Regions from separate parts of the Hordeum vulgare genome. Here region 1 is linked to region 2. A link is a contact called in public Hi-C data. All regions are on one chromosome and are shown on one strand. The core of a region is the stretch at or near the end of the contact, and the rest is flanking DNA. Distances in the headings are between cores, read along the strand shown. Region 1 holds the start of LOC123404187 (DExH-box ATP-dependent RNA helicase DExH11). Region 2 holds the start of LOC123403705 (F-box protein At5g03100-like).

Evidence for each region. Hi-C and Micro-C count contacts between places; a contact is called where the count stands out from the background.
Region 1: a contact with region 2 is called in a Hi-C map of leaf, with 6 times the contacts expected there. The contact joins the promoter of LOC123404187 here to the promoter of LOC123403705 in region 2. A contact is called at or near these places in 3 of 6 Hi-C or Micro-C datasets (leaf and seedling) and 1 of 1 datasets of contacts at active chromatin or transcription factors (embryo).

What each region holds. Positions count from the first base shown.
Region 1 is chr6H:92,319,687-92,324,436 of MorexV3_pseudomolecules_assembly, forward strand. It overlaps LOC123404187 (DExH-box ATP-dependent RNA helicase DExH11), which reads left to right and starts at 3,118. Exons shown (of 22, transcript XM_045098102.1): 1 at 3,118-3,428; 2 at 3,525-4,052; 3 at 4,169-4,246; 4 at 4,330-4,444. The coding sequence starts at 3,303.
Region 2 is chr6H:92,037,712-92,042,463 of MorexV3_pseudomolecules_assembly, forward strand. It overlaps LOC123403705 (F-box protein At5g03100-like), which reads right to left and starts at 2,570. Exons shown (of 3, transcript XM_045097618.1): 1 at 1,422-2,570; 2 at 1,171-1,332; 3 at 282-1,069. The coding sequence starts at 2,333. The coding sequence ends at 707.

The DNA of each region.
Region 1 (4,750 bases), core at 1,868-4,367, 280 kb after region 2:
GGGCTTAGCTTTGCTTTTTTGCTTGCCTCTCGGCTCTCGCTCTCTCCTGTGCCTGCCTCTTCCATTCATGCCGCTAATGGCCGGCCGTGTCTCCATGCGATGATGATTGGAGGTTTTCTGTTGGGCGTGTGATTCCGAATCCCTGACCGCGTTGTAAGTTCGTCGCCCACGCTCTTGAAATCCCTAATTTTCCCTGCGTTTTAACTGCCCGTTTGATCGTTTCAGCGGACGTAGTACGGGGTCATGCTGGGTTTCTTCATTGACTTGGTCGGCCATATCCCCATTTCGTTGGGTGTTGTCTCCAAGTCATGGTTTGTTTTGGGATTTGATTTGTGGCGTATTCGTGGCTGGAGCTCACTGACTGCCTTGCTCAGCTCATAAATTGGTTTTCTTTTTTCTGAAAACCAACAAGTGGAAGTAGCAGTACAAAATTTGAGATAGAGAAGTAGGACTACATTCAAGCCCTGTTCGGTAATCCACCAGCTCTTGCAATCTGTGGAGCTGAGAAACTGCAACTCCCTTAATTTGAACTACAGCTCCGCCAGCTCCGCTCCCGGAGCTGTGGAGCGGAGCGTCTCCGAACAGGGCCTCAGTGTTCTAGGCGCGTGCACCAAAATTGCCCCCTTTTGAACTTCATCTCTGTTGGAAGTGCTAATACAAATGGTGTAGGCAAATCTGAATTTTTTTAATCTCTGCGTCATGTTCCCCTTTCAATAACTAACCTTGAGTTGTCATCATATGGAGGTACGTAGAAGTTAAGTTACTTCTCCAAGGACTGCTTACTTTCCTAAGTGACCATATTATTTGATATGGAAAGAATATCAAGCGCACATTCAGAAGCAGTGTTGCAGCCATCGGATGGACGCGCTCATGTCTAAACCAAAAAGGGACTATACACATCTAACATCTGTAACTGTTAAGATCACAATGTTGTTACATTTTCATTTAATTGGAGGTGATAATTTATTTGTGCAGGTCTCTCCTTTGATCTTATTCTCTGGTGCCAGTGCTTTATTTGGGGGTAAGTTTTTTGCAATGAAGTTCAGTAATCATTTTCTTATCTAAAAAGGTTCTTGAAATTAGCATCGACCGCAAGCGCTGCTGGTGGAGGGAGAGCATGCATCGAGGAGGCAGGGTGAGTACGCCGTCCACCAGTGCCGGCTGAGAGCACGCCGCTGTGACATGTTTGCCACTGGCAGGGCCTTCTCCTGTTGCCATGTCTGACTTGGATTGAATTCGTGACGGTGTCCTTCTCCAACACAAAACAATGGATTGCTCGACCAAGGCTAGACTTCGCTGAGGATCCTCGGCTGGCGTCTCCATCAGGTTGCGTAGTTGGACCAGAAAATCGATCAAATCCTGGAGTAGTTGGACCAGAAAAGCATCATGTTGGCTTCAAGTTCGCCGGAGGAAGAAGCTTCGAGTTCGTCGGAGGTAGAAGAACATATGTCGAGCTGTCCAATATCGCTAACGATGGCTACACCAGAGGTATGTAATGCCTCGACACCCTTAAAAACAACCCTGCTACTTTGGTTGTCAACTTCTGGTGCCTCTATTCCTCACAGTTTCAATTATAGCGAGCAATAGTCCGACCGGTCATGTAAAAACTTAAAATCAAGTAACCTTGAGCTTAGAACTAAAAGTTGTTTCATGGTTAACTGAACTTGATCATGGAACTTTCCTTTGTTTGCACTGTTGTATAATGAATTTGCTTCCCTCGGATCTACCCAAAGTCTGCGAGGGTTGTTTGAAGCAGACTTTTTTGACGACCTTGAAGAAGCTACTCAAACTGAAAGTCAGGTGGCATCGCCTATGATGAGAAGTGAAGTAGATCCTATTCGGAACTGCAAATGGATAGGCTTACCGCTTACATAACAGAAAGCATATCATGAAGGCGCAGTTGAACGAAGCGAGTTGCAGACGTGCACAAACTTTACATGGGCATAGAAGAATGGAAAAAAATATGTGGCATAAATAACTTAAATGCAATATGGTAGTTGTCATTGTATTTTCTGTTTGCTTTAGTTACAAACATGGTAGTTGTTGTTGTAGTTTCTGTTTGCTTTTGTTACAATATAAACAATCCTTCATAACATGTGGAGAAAAAAATCACTACACCTTCATGCGGTTTAGGCATGTCTCTTTTGACCTGTATACATACAAAGACACACAACAGAAATATGAGGACCTTTGGAGAAAAAAATTCCTTCCATGGGTCCGGTTCCCCATAGAAACAATTGTCAATGAACTAAATGAAATAATGAGTTTTCAATACCCAACTATGCCAGCAAGGTCCAAATTATAGTACAGGAATCCTCTCAGAAAGGAAATACAGGCATTGTTCAATTCATTATAGTCATGAACAACTCTTTCGGCCATTTGGACTTAATTGAATATATTTAAAATCTATAATCATGCAGGTCATCTTATGATCTACGGATATTAAATTTTACGGAAAAAAGTAAAATAAGACTGCTAAAATAATGATCATTGGAATTGCTATATCTCTTACAAAAATCAAATTTTCAAGTTTGTGCCGAGCAGTTTCTGCCTTTATTTACAACTTAACTTTCAATTGCTACTGATACAGATGCAGGTAGCTGTTCTTCGGAGCTGCTGGGCAACCATTCATATAGAGGAAATTATTTCTATTAGTACCTTTTATTTTCTTTTGCTTGGAGAGTTTGTATATGTATTAGTCGCTACTATATATAATCATTTGTCATATGTTTACATACCTACTTGCATTTCAAAGGCGGTGCGGAGTTCAAGTAGATGTTGACGAAGAACATGATGGAAGGGGGGTCAAATACGAAATACATGATTCAAAAATCGACAATCTAACCCGGTGCAACGCACGGGCACTTTTACTAGTTGATCCTTAATACGAAAAGACTAAATACGGACAACTAAAACGATACGATAGAAGTTGTTTTTTAAGGCTGAATTTGCTCACACATCTCATCGGCTTCAGCTAGCCAGCCCGGAGTACGGGTGCCAAACACGCCCCATGTGTTTTTCCGTAAGAAAAAAGCAGTCATGTCGCGCCGGTTGGACATGCTAGAAGCTGGTCGAGTCGCACCGCGTAGCCGAGCGGGCGAAGCCAGTCGACTAGCCAGACAGACCCTACGCATCAGAGTATGCGTGCAGCCGAGCCGACGCCATCCCCAGCCCCCCATCTCCGGCGCCGCCCCGCGGCCCCAACTCCGGCCGCCGCTTAGCTCCGCCCGCGCCCTATTAAGCTTGTGAAGAAGCAGAGTTCATTGGAGAGATTAACGGACCGCCTTGTCGCGGTGGCCTCCATGGACGACCTCACCGCATCGCCGGCGAGCGAGGTGCCGTTCCGCATCAGCTTCTCCGGCCATGGCGGCCACCTCCGCCTCGACCCTACCCCCCACCCGCCCAACCCCGTGCCCGACTTCGTCCTGGTACGCGACCCCCGAAACTCCGTCCCACGCTGCACGTTTTTTACTCAGTGCGAAGTCTGAACCCTAAACCCACCGATGCTGTAATGGCAACCGCAGCCGCCGGCCTACCCGCCCGAGAGTCCCAGCAGCGTGAAGGAGTACCTCGAGGCTAATTACCTCAATCCCGAGCTCTACGTCCCCACCGCGGCCAATGACGGCAGGGTGTGGGATGTAGACTGGTTCGACCTAGCCAGGCCGCCTCTGGAGCCCTCTGCCCCGCGCACCATGCTTGTGCCCGCCTGGGAGCCACCTTTTCGCCGAAGATCGTTGTCCTCGTCGTCCGAGCAGCAAGTTTGGGACCCTGAGTCTGTGCAGATGGAGATGAGCCAAGTGTTCGATTCGGGGAATGGGGGGATGGTGCCACGGATGCCAGGCCCGGCGAAAGACTTTGTGAGGGGGAGAGTCAACAGCCGGCCGTTCCGCCCGGGGGGCCTGCAGGACGATGCAGCTGAGGCGGCAGCATTGGAGAAGGCATTTCCAGAGGGTGCGCGAAATGGCGATTGGGTGCGTGAGCTTATGAGTGGTGGCCCCGCTCTAAACGCTCCGCCAGGGTTCCCCAAGGGATTGGACTTGGGCCAGTTGAAGGTTCGGTCCTTGTTAAATATCGAAGTGTTTGTTCGTTTTACCAAGGAATGATATGGGTGTTCTAAACTGGGGCAGTAACAACTAACAACTAACAACTCCTGTCTTATGTTATATAGGAGTATAACAGCCACTGGAAGTGTTTCCAGGACGGGGAGCATGTTGAGGAACCTGCATCTTCATCAAATGACACGACGGTAACCAGCTTAGATGCTCACGGTTCAACATCCACATCGCTGCAGTTTTGTCATTATATTCTGATTGCCCCATGGTCCTGCAGGATAAGTACTCGGTGCAGTTTGATGATTTGTTCAAGATAGCTTGGGAGGAAGATGATGTCAACATTGTGCCACATGAAGATGATTGTGAGCTGGCTAGAGACGAGGGAGCCAACGGTAATTTATTGCTGCCGTACTTCATATGTTCAAGTCACATGAGTATATTCTCTTGCTTTGAATCGCAGCAGCTACTTTCTACACCTACAGATATGCCATTTTGACTTTTCACAGTCTCAATGCAATAATTTGAATATGTTTTTTAATACTAGCAAAAGACAAAAGCAATGAATTATGAAAGCATTTCTAAGATAGACCAAAGTTTGAAAATGCTGCCCGCAAGGATCACACAAAAACCTACACTTAGAGATGGAATATGAAGTAATTGATAAAATGCCTATTACTACCATGTACAGAGTATGGTTT
Region 2 (4,752 bases), core at 1,320-3,819:
TCGCTAGTCTGAAAGAGTGGCTATATTGTAATGAAGTTTGCATGACCATATGATTCATACCTTCATAAAGAGAGTACATTTCCATGCTGCTTTGTACTGTCTAAGCTCAAAACATAAGTTTACTTATATGACCAGTTATGAAAAAAGCAGATAGAGTCCATGGCAGCTGTAGATTATACAAACCTATCTGCCATAACATAACTTTAATGTTAGGGCAATAGTAGATTATAGAGAATTTAGGGAGGAAAGGGGTAGTGGTAGAAGATGAAAAGACGCAGATCTTGACACCTCACATTTGAACCATCTTGCCAGAATATCTGAAGTACAAATTTGCGAAAATGTTCTACCATACTCTGTTTGTGTCAGTTTACTTATATGACCAATTATGAAAAAAAGCAGATAAGAGTCCATGGCAGCTGTAGATTATACAAACCTATCTGCCATAACATAACTTTAATGTTAGGGCAATAGTAGATTATAGAGAATTTAGGGAGGAAAGGGGTAGTGGTAGAAGATGAAAAGACGCAGATCTTGACACCTCACATTTGAACCATCTTGCCAGAATATCTGAAGTACAAATTTGCGAAAATGTTCTACCATACTCTGTTTGTGTCCCAGATTTGTATTGCATGCCTTTTGCCTAACAGCTATAAATGTAATGATTTAGAATGAGCAATCAAACTACAGCGCTGTTGCTAATTTCAAGCTAAAATCTGATGAAGACTTCCGAGTGCAGTGGCTGGACCTGAGAACTATCAGGCCCGCTGAAAACTATCTGGGTGCCTGCTGAAGCTCTTTGAAGAATTTCTGCCTTTCGAGAAAGGGGCAGCACATCTGGCTGAACCTTTCGGAGCCCTTGTGGGTGATCCTCTTTAGGAGCAACCAGGAATAATTTCTGAAGGCAACTGGCCCTCGTCAGCAGAAAGTCCAGCAGACGCATCTCATTGTGATGCCCCTTGAAGTTTGTCATCTTGGCCAGCTGAAGGTTTTCTAAACCCTCTTCAGGCCGTTCTTCCTCTGGCACCTCCAAGTAAGTCCTCGTGAACGAATCATGGGTGTTTGTTGGTAGCTGTCATATTAAGTGCCATATATTGAGAATCAAAACATCCAGGCATACATATAACGGATGGATGGACTATGATCAAATAAATTGGGCATAAAGACAACAACCTGCACGAAGAACCTCTCCAACTGAGGACAGGAACAGGTCTTGAGGAAGCTATAAATGTCTGCGAGGTTGGAGTTGGCCATCCCGAACATGAGCAACTGAAGCTCCTTCAATCTGCGGAGGTTGGTCTCCTTGACGATGGTGGCTAGTGACGCAGACACATACTAGAGGTAGACAGGATAGAGAAAGTATAAGCGTATAGGCAATGGAAAGTGCTGCATCAGAAGGAAACGGAATAGATGCGGAGACGAACCTGGAGGGCAATGCTGCATATGGTGAGGGTGGTGATATGGGCAAGGTAAGGAACCGACGAGGGCAAATTGGTGGACGGCAAGCCGGCTTCTGGCCCGCCCGAGCAGAGATAGAGATCCTGGAAACAGTCTCCGACGCCGGAGAAAAGGTTGCTGCAGAGGAAGGGCCCGCTAAACCGGAAGGAGCGGAGGCGGCGTGCGGCGGGGACCCGCAGCTCGGTGGTGCGTGAGCAGTCGACGACGGTGAGGCTCCTGAGGTTGGCGGCCCCGACGGTGGTGAAGTCGATGCGGCGTAGGTGGCGGCAGTAGCGGAGCTCGAGGTCGCGGAGGCAGGGGCAGGCAGCGACGACCCGGCGCAGCGCGGCGTCGGTGATGGAGACGGAGTGGAGGTGGATGACCTCGAGCGTGGCGACCATGGCGTTGGCGGAGGCGGTGAGGTGGAGCCCACGCACCGAGAGGCGTGCCAGGAGCGGGCTCCCGACGGGGAAGTGCACGGAGAGGGCTCCGGCGCGGCGCTGGCCCCCGCGCGCGCCGCGTCCGCCGGCGCCGTCGAGGCGGAGCTGCAGGTCCTCGACGCCGCAGGCCGCGGCGTAGTCGACGCAGCGCTTGAGGTCGGGCTGCGTGAGCTGGCCCGCGTGGAAGGCGAGGGAGAAGACGTCGACCCGGCGCCGCCCGCGCCGGTCGACGGCCGCGAGCTGGGCCTGGGCCCCCGAGGGCCCCGGCGGGACGCGGAGGCGGAGCGAGGAGGGCACCGGCCAGCGCTGCTCCCACAGGTCCCGCCACCGCGAGGAGAGCGCGCCGGTGCGGATGGCGCACTTGAGCGGCAGCAGGCTGAGAATCTGCAGCCGCAGCGCGTCCGGGAGCTCCGAGATGCGGTCCTCCCACCCCGCCGTGCGCCGCCGCTCCATCTCCATCCTCCTCCTCTTCCCCCTCCTCTCCCCTACCCCGTCCGCATCGACCTGGATTCGCAGGTGGGGGCGTGATGGGCTGGCCGCGTGCGTGCGTGCGTGCCGCTGGGGTCACTGGACCGGGACGGCGAAGGCGAAGGGGGGAGGGAGAGACGTGTGGAGGCGTCTCGCCGGTGCGGTGCGCGTTGCGTCTCCCCTTCCAATCCCTCTCTCCTCTTGCCTCTTGGCCCGTCCCTCGTCTACCACTCTTCTACCTTTGTTTGGTGCGGCGGTCAGCACTCAGCAGCAGCCCGTCCGTCCGTCTCTCCCTCCATCCATCCATCCATCCCCGGCCCGCGTCGCGTCCGCACCGTTGCGTCGCGTCGCGTCGGCGTTGCGTACGCATCGGTCGGTCGCGTCGGGCGCCCCACCCTTTTTGGTTTCGGCCTCGTGCCCGGTCGCCGGATCGCCCCGTTTCACACGGCGCGTTCGCATCCTTCCTCTCCTCTCGCCCAGCCAGACAGCTGCTTTCCGAACGGCTTCGTTGCTTTCTTTTCCGAAAGAAAATTTTGATGGAGTGATAAACAATTCCTTCATTCCGGCCTCCGCCGTTTTGTGCTCTGCGCTCGTTTCACACCCTTTCGGAGGCCACCACCACCTCCATTTCTATGTTTTTCTTGCCCCTTCTCTTTTCTGGAAAGGGGGAGATCCTTTCGTGTTCGCGTGGCCCGTTGCTTGGTTGGGATTATATTGAGCTGACCCGCGGAGTGACCCAATCATCTTGCAGATGTGACAAACAGTCAAGATGCGTTATTTGATGGGGAGTGATCTGGGCCGGTCGCACCCTGTGCGTCGGATCTGGTCACCTTGGCCGTTGGACTCCTTTCTCGCCCATAACCTTCAATCGACGAACGCGAGCCTCTCGTCGGCCGTCTTTGTCCAACATGCAGTGGAGCTCCCCCGGCGCCCGCCCTCCCGGTCGAGCGGTCCTTCTCACGTCGCCACCCCTCGTCGGCTGTCTTCGTCCAACATGCAGCGGAGCTCCCCCGGCGCCCGTCCTCCCGGTCGAGCAGTCCTTCTCACGTCGTCACCCCTCGTCAGCCGTCTTCGTCCAACATGCAGCGGAGCTCCCCCGGCCCCCGCCCTCCCGGTCGAGCGGTCCTTCTCCCGCCGCCACCCCTCGTCGGCCGTCCTCGTTGCTGGTCGTCGTCCTAGGCGGCCGTCCTCATTGTTGGTCGTCGTTCTTGCATCTCGTGTCGTTGCCGCTCGCCATCGTTGTCAAGAAAAGCTTCAATCATGGGAAAAAAGCTTAAAAGCGGCGCCAAGAAAAGGATTTGTTTTTCAAAACTACTACTTATTTTATAATAAATTGGAAAAGCATATGTGCATTTTTTAAAATGTCAAAACTAGCACCCCGTCAGTCTCTGGTGGGCCGACGGGGGACCTGTCGGCCTGTGGGAGGCCGAAGTGGGCCTGTCGACCTGCGGGTGGCCGAAGAGCCACCTGTCGGCCTCGGGGTGGCCGAAGAGGGCCCATCGGCCTCCGGAGGCCAAAAACCCCTGGATAACCCCTGCCGAGCCTTCTTCCTCCTCATTTCCTAGTTCCTCTTCTCTCTCTCGTTTTTCTTCCCTCATTTCGCCCCCCCTCCGATCTCCTCCATCCTCCGCCCATTTTCCTATTCAATCCGTTGAATCAATACATCCTACCGATCTCCACCGGCCTACGGTCTCATTTTGTGCCATGATGGTGGGGTGGTGGAGGTGTGGATGGTGAGGAGATGGTGTGGTGGAGAGGAAGAAGAAGGTGAAGAGGAGTGAAGAAGGGGACACAAGTGGTGGTGGTGGTGGTGGTGGTGTAGGTAGAGGTGGAGGTGTGGGTAAAGGTGGTGGTTCGTCGTTCGTTGTTTCTTCGCACGCTTCAAGGATAAATTCAACAATCGTTTTCGTATGCTTCGGTAGATTTGGATATATTTAGGTGACTTAGTTAAGTCGTTTAAATATTTTTAGGTTGTCCAGTAGATTTGGATATATTTTAGGTTCTCCGGTATATATATCTAAGTCTGCGAGTTAAGTTGTTTAAATATTTTTAGGTTCTCAATATAGATATATTTAAGTCTGCTAGTTAACTTGTTTAAATATATTTAGGTTCTCCAGTAGATTTAGGTCTGCCAATTAATCTGCCATGGTTTCTTGGAGCGAGGGATCAAGCTCTTCTTGGGATGACGATAGTGTGACTAGCGAGGTACGTTAATTTTGGGTTTCCAGCATTTACGAGTAGGTTTACGGTTCTTCATTTCGGGATTTCATAACAGTTCGGTGTCTTCTGTTTTTAGCTTCCTAGGACTATCACATGCCATGAATGGAGTGGCATTGCTCATGAACTATTTTTTCGTTATATGCATCTAGAGCCTTGCCTCAGGCAAGTTGCATTTCAATATACTGATACT